Linked DNA regions of Mus musculus: region 2 is linked to region 1. A link is a contact called in public HiChIP or PLAC-seq data. All regions are on one chromosome and are shown on one strand. The core of a region is the stretch at or near the end of the contact, and the rest is flanking DNA. Distances in the headings are between cores, read along the strand shown.

Region 1 (3,015 bases), core at 198-2,697:
TCAGGTAGAGACACACAAGTGGGCATATGTGTCACTTCAAATAGAACAGCCACATCATAGCAGAGACTGAGCTAAGTTGAAGCCTCTAGGAGGGCTGGGCACTCTGTGACGCACACAGGGTGGAAAGATAGGGCTTCTTACCCCTGAAGCCTTAGGGCTTCTTCTCTTCATGGGGCTCAGGTGAGAGAGCTGCACCCTTTTCCAGTCTTGCCAGTCCAGTGTGCTGTCACTCCTGGTTTCCCAGATTTGATATTAACCTCGGCGTGTGTGGCTATAGTCTCCATTTACTTCGATTGTTTTTTAAGTAGCGGGGCATGGGGCGTGGGGTGGGGGTGGGGGCTTTCTGCCTTAAGAAATAAATTGTTAATCTATCTGTGCCATGTAGCTGGTGACAGGCAGATGATGTTTATGTGCACATCAAGGTGCGAATTCTACTTCTGCATTTTCACTTTAAGTGGAGTCAATGCTGCTTGTAAAATACAAACTCTGCAGTCGAAAGCCATTGTTTTGCACAATGTCGAGTAATTCAGAGCAGGGCACATCATGGTCTCAATACCTTTATTTTTCCACTGGATTTGAATCGCTAGCACTTCATTAGGATTTGCATCTCCATCCATAGAAGCTGTTAGTCTGAAGTTGGCTTGTACTGTGTTGCCTGAGTTTGGTATCAGAGTAATTCTGGCCTCGTGATACACTGCAGAATGTATTTCCCCTTTCCTTTCCTTTCCTTTCCTTTCCTTTCCTTTCCTTTCCTTTCCTTTCCTTTCCTTTCCTTTCCTTTCCTTTCCTCTCCTCTCCTCTCCTCTCCTCTCCTCTCCTCTCCTCTCCTCTCCTCTCCTTTCCTTTCTCTCTTTCTTTCCTTTCTCTCTTTCTTTCTTTTCTTCCTTCCTTTCTTCCTTCCTTCCTTCCTTTCTTTCTTTCTTTCTTTCTTTCTTTCTTTCTTTCTTTTTTTCTTTCTTTCTTTCTTTCTAATTTAGAATTGAGTTCATTTTGTTCTCAAATATTTTGTGCTATTTTTTTGGCAGTCTGTTTTTATTTTAAAATAAATGCAGCTTGAGCCACGTGTAAACTAGGAGGAACTGATAATCTTTTATTTTACAACTCTGAAATTAATCCATGCCATATGTAATCCACAGCACAGGCCTCAAATTTTGAGTCAGCCACAGCGAAGAAAGGGAGTTCCTTAATTCATCCTTAAAATTTTTCCAAGATTTTTTTTTTCTTCTTTCTAAGTGAAGCATTTATCTTGGAGTCAGTTCATGTGGCCTTACGCCCACCTCCCTCCATCTTCAACACTTCAGGCTGGGATGTGGGATTCAGGACCAGCTGAGCTTGGATCTGGAAGGGCACATCGGTGACTGGCAGCAGGGAAGACTCCGTCAGAAACTGGAGAGGGAGAGGGTTGGACAGAGGGTCTCGGGGCGGGGCGGGGCGGGGCGGGGCGAGGGAGGAGTGCAAAGCCTTAGGGTTGGAACCTGCGGAGTAGCAACGTCCCCCTAGGCTATAAATATGGAAGTGCCTCGCTGCTGATCGCCAGGCAGTTGGGAGGGACTGGATGATGCTGTCTGGCCGGAGAGGACTCGAGGCTTGAGTCCTGGTCCACGGGTCGCTGGGGTGGGTCGCTGGGGTGGCTGAAGCCAGTACCAGCTCTGCGGCTCTCCCAGCTCTGCTGCTCTCCCGGGTGAGTCCTAGCCCAGGCGTCCCGCCAGCGTGGTGATCAGGGGCGGGAGTGGGTAGGTTCCTTGTCACCACATCTGAATCTAGAGTACTGGGCACGGAGGACCCGGGGGACCCAGGGGAGCGAGCTCACTCCCGGCCAGCGGAATGAGCCTGGAGGGGGCTGCCCTTCACCGGATCAGGTGGGAGGAAAGTGCGCTCGTTTGCAGCGTGGTCCAAAGGAGTCATAATGTTTTGATCAAACTCTTCGAGTACAGGCTAGAAATCTACAGAAATGTGAGGCAAGCAAGTCAGTTTTCCGCCGTGCTTTTAAATAACTGTTGTATTTTAGCTGTGACCTGAATTTAACCGTAGCCTGTATGACCGCGGGGCCAAAATCTGAAGTTGTGCTACTTTGAGCTTAAGTTAAGATTGTCCCCAGCCTCACCTTTGTTTGCCAATGACCCTGCACTGCCTTCTCTCCTTCTTCTCAGTGCGGGTTCTACTAGTGGATCATCAGTATCACATAGATGGTAGTGGGGCCAAACGCCATAACCACAGGTGTTCCCAGCCAAGCTTTGATACTTCAGTCAGAAGTGGGGAGAAGCTGGTGGCTGCATCTCAGCAGGCTGTCTTGGCCTGTAGTCCTCACTGGATTTCAGTGGCTCCGATTCAGTACTGAAGCGAGCGAGCGAGAGCAGGGCTCTCCACTCTTCTACCTCATTTCACTTTCTTGAGAAACCTTTAGGCCAGTGTCTCCGCAACCTCAGACTATGGTGGTCTCCAGAAAATTTAAGCCAATCCTGCTCAAGACTTCACCTGCTCCCTGTCTTTGGTTAAGCACAGGAGAATAGGCTACGGGTGTCCATGTTTGCCCATGTCCTTAAGCATAAAGACCCACCATCAACTCCAGGGAGACGTCTTTTTTTTTTTTTTTTTTTTTTTCAGGAAAATTTGGGCACTCTGTGTGCCCTGAGGTCTCATTTGGAAGTCGACAACATTAATTTCCTCCTGTGTCGTTCCAGGAAAAGAGAGAGAGAGAGAGAGAGAGAGAGAGAGAGAGAGAGAGAGAGAGCAGCCTCACAGCCTGCTCTCTGCAGTCAGTAATCATTGTTTCCCTTTTCAAGGTACTTCATTCCTAAAGCGATTTTCTTGAGAGTTACCGCCACCGAGTCCCTGTATTTATTGCCCCTAAGCAAAAGCCTTAACCCACTTTACAAATATAAGGACTCCAAGAAGCTTGTTTTAGTGTTTTATCTCCTTGGTTTAACCACAAACAAACAAACACTACCTGTCCTGTTTGCTTATCTCGGAAGTCTTTTTGGAGCCATTAAGGCCCCACTTGGACGGTCACTTCTC
Region 2 (3,392 bases), core at 731-3,230, 180 kb after region 1:
GGGGTATAAAATCCATGTTGTTAGGTAGTTACATTCCTCTAAAATATTAATATGTAAAGTAATGTATATAGACAAGGACTATATAAAATTTTACCTCCAAGTACTAATTACATAATTATATAATTTCATTTGCATATTCATAATTTGTGCTACTCATTGTCAATCAATAACAAAAGTGAGTTCTAACAACAGAAACCCTTCAAATTCTGTAAAAGGTTTCTGTTAGGTATTCCTCATTCCTTCCTTGTGTGATGAATTTTGTGCCATTTAACAAAAGAGACAGAGAAAAGCCCTTTGTTGAGAATAGACAAAGTTATACATTATCTTGGCTACTGTTCTATTGCTCTAAAGAGACACCAAGACCCAGGTAGTTTATGAAAGAAAGCATTTATCTGAGGGTTTGCTTACAGTTTCAAAGGGCTAGTCCATGACTATTTTTTCAGGAAGCATGGTGGCAGATGGACAGGTATGGAGCCAGAGCGGTAGCTGGAGCCTACATCCTGATCTGTAGGCAGAAGTCAGAGAGAGACTAGACCTGAAATGGCCTTTTGAAATCTTAAAGCCCACCTACAGTGGCGTATCTCTTCCAATAAGGCCACACCTCCTAATCCTTACAGAACAGTGCACCAACTTGGAACCTAACATTCAAAATATGAGCCTATGGGGACTGTTCTTATTCAAACTACTATATACAGGCATAGACACAGACACAGGGATTGATTCAGGCACAGATTCAGACTCATACAACAGACAGAGAAGATGGGAAATACAGGCACACAGGAAGTACAAAGTAGAGAATTCAAGCCTTGGCTTGTTCTTCATTAAATAATACCAAGGAGAAATGCTTTGATTTATTTCCTTAATGTGACACTGAAGCATTATTTGTGATTCTCGAGGATTATTATTAATGTGTTTGAACTAAACACACACACACACACACTGCGGATGGATCCAGGCTAAAAGCTAAATAAGAAACATTAAAAGCCAGTTTGACAGCCTCATTTGCTTAGACACTCTTGATTAGACAGAACATATAAAAAAACCATCTGTGCATGGGATTTTTTTAATTTTCAGAAAATTAAGTTATTAAGCCAGGTTTAATTTTAAAGTAGTGTTCTTATTTCCTTTTCACTTGTTGCTTACAAAAAACATCATAAGAGGCCAAATCCAAAACCCAAATAAAACATGTACTTACAAACACAAACAGACTAAATGAGAAAATGTTGACAGGGACGCACACTCGCTTGACTGAGGCTCAGAGGCAGTGAGGAGCTGAGATACAGCTGGGGAGACCCTAGTGATCCAGGAATTGTGTAAACTGGGGTCACCAATCTTTACCACTGTCTTTCCTTTGGCCAAAGTTAAAATTATAAAGGAAAGTTGTACATGAAAGGAAATTCAGAGAAAAACAATTAAGATATGAGAAAACACAAATGTCACAGTGCAATACAGTCCTATTAAGATCGGCGCGATCATGTTTTGGAAATGCAAATGCATGCCTGTTTCCTTCTCCACACTCTCTACAAGTCTCAGGGTTTTAGAAAAGCTCCCGTACAGTCCTGGGATATATTTTTAATTAAATTTTTTCTTAAGATATGATTTCCATTTTCAAAGCTAGCATCCACAAACGAGAGAAGACAATGCTACGCTTGTCTTTCTGGGTCTGGGTTACTTCACTCAGGATAATTGCTTCCAGATTCATCCATTTACCTGTGTGTTTCATTATTCTTAATGTCTTTTGGGTATATGCCCAATAATGTTCTAGCTGGATTTTCAAGTGCCCTCTACACGGATTTCAGTGGTTTTCATTCCCATCAGCCGTAACAGGGTTTCCCTTCTACCCAGCCATTTGTTGTTTATTTTATCTTAGCTGATCTGACTTGGGTAGGATGAAATCTCAGAGTACTTTTAATTTGCATTTCCCTGTTGGCTAAGGATGTAGTAACTAGGGGGTAAGCTACCCTTAACCAGAACTCCCACCCATCCCATTCAGTGTCTCCCACACACAAGGCAATTCTCAAACTCTTCAATATGGCCGCCCTTCCAAAAGCCAGTTTGTCCTCCTCCTCACTCAAACAAGATGAAGACTTCTCTTCTGACCAAGCTGTTTCAAGTGTGAAGTCAGAAACACAAAGGGAGTAGAAACAACTGTCTTTGTATCAGAACTCAGAATGTTAGCAATGAAATAAGTGATGAGAACCTATGTGGTTGGTTTTTTGTTGTTATTGAAGGAAAGGGAGTAGGTGTAGTACTTTTCCAACACAGGGTCTCACTCTCTACATAGCCCAGGTTGCCCTAAACTCACCCCTCTCCTGATTGAGCCTCTCTAGTTGCTGAGATCAAAGGCACGAGGTCATTTTCTAAAGCCTAAAATAATCTCTGGAAAATAATCACTAGGAAAAAAATCTTGAAATAAATATGACAGATTGTGAATTCTGTACAAATATTTAAGGATACTTCCCATGGGAGAACCGTGTGTAAACATAGTTTCAGTTCAATAAATGGGAAAGAATAGCTTTCAGAGGATGGATGAGTTATTGGACAACAGGGAATCAATATGAGATCTAAAGCCACAGATCAGGTTTATTTTTGTTAACTGAGAAACAAGACAAAATAAAAAAGCTTTTTACAGACATAGCATAGACTCATGGACAAACTGAGTCTCCAATTTTGTCAGTCTCTTGGTTATCTTGGAATTGTCAAGTACTTTGCTGAGTGGTTGAGCCCTTGTCCAAATACATGCCACTTCCTTAACGGCAGGATCCAGAGTTAGCACTTTCTAGATTTCACTCATTAGTGCAGTTTTTATAGAATTGGCATCTTCCTTCAAACTTCTTGAATTCCAAGAAGATTGTAAGAGTAAAAAAGTAACTTATTTTTCTTGTAATACGAAATCTCCTTTTATACTATGCAAATTCTAATGTATCCTTTATTTTATAAACTGAAATGGACTTTTTGTTAATCTGTTTCTGTTTACATGCCCTATTAGCTAGCTATGCATAAACTTGGAATTTTGATGTTTAGATTTCCTTTCTCTGTGAGAAATGCCCAGTTTTGTAAAATAAGCTAATATCGCTGCTGTTTATTTAATTTGATTGCTGATTGCTAATATACTTGGACTCCTACTACCTTCTCATTTTCACTCTTCATATAACACATGTGCACAGGTGTTATATGTGCACAGAATGTGCACGGAGCTTGTTATTGGCCCACAGATACATACGTTCTCTAGAAAAGAAGGTACCTTATACCTGACTTACATCCATAGTCCTTTGGGCTCTCCCAACTAAATGCAAAATGGCTACATATTCAATCCAAAACCTATACATCACAGACCTTGAGAAATCACTTGGAACCAGTCATGATGGGTCATTTATGTAAATCCCAGGATC

The links. HiChIP or PLAC-seq counts read pairs in DNA pulled down with a chosen protein or histone mark.
Region 2: a contact with region 1 is called in an H3K4me3 HiChIP or PLAC-seq map of stem cell-derived neural progenitor cells, with 22 read pairs. The contact joins the enhancer-like site here to the promoter of Agtr1a in region 1. A contact is called at or near these places in 12 of 39 promoter capture datasets (the 3T3-L1 cell line, cranial neural crest, embryonic stem cells and 7 more), 1 of 484 Hi-C or Micro-C datasets (liver), 4 of 115 datasets of contacts at active chromatin or transcription factors (cardiomyocytes, embryonic limb bud, fibro-adipogenic progenitors and 1 more) and 1 of 9 other capture datasets (adipose tissue).

The regions. Positions count from the first base shown.
Region 1 is chr13:30,334,909-30,337,923 of GRCm38.p6, forward strand. It overlaps Agtr1a (angiotensin II receptor, type 1a), which reads left to right and starts at 1,448. Exons shown (of 3, transcript NM_177322.3): 1 at 1,448-1,681.
Region 2 is chr13:30,510,576-30,513,967 of GRCm38.p6, forward strand. No RefSeq gene overlaps it. Among named protein-coding and RNA genes, the nearest start is that of Uqcrfs1, 33 kb to the right of the region's middle. Within about 2 kb of position 1,981, at least 4 of the 459 cell types and tissues checked have an H3K27ac peak or open chromatin away from gene starts, as enhancers often do.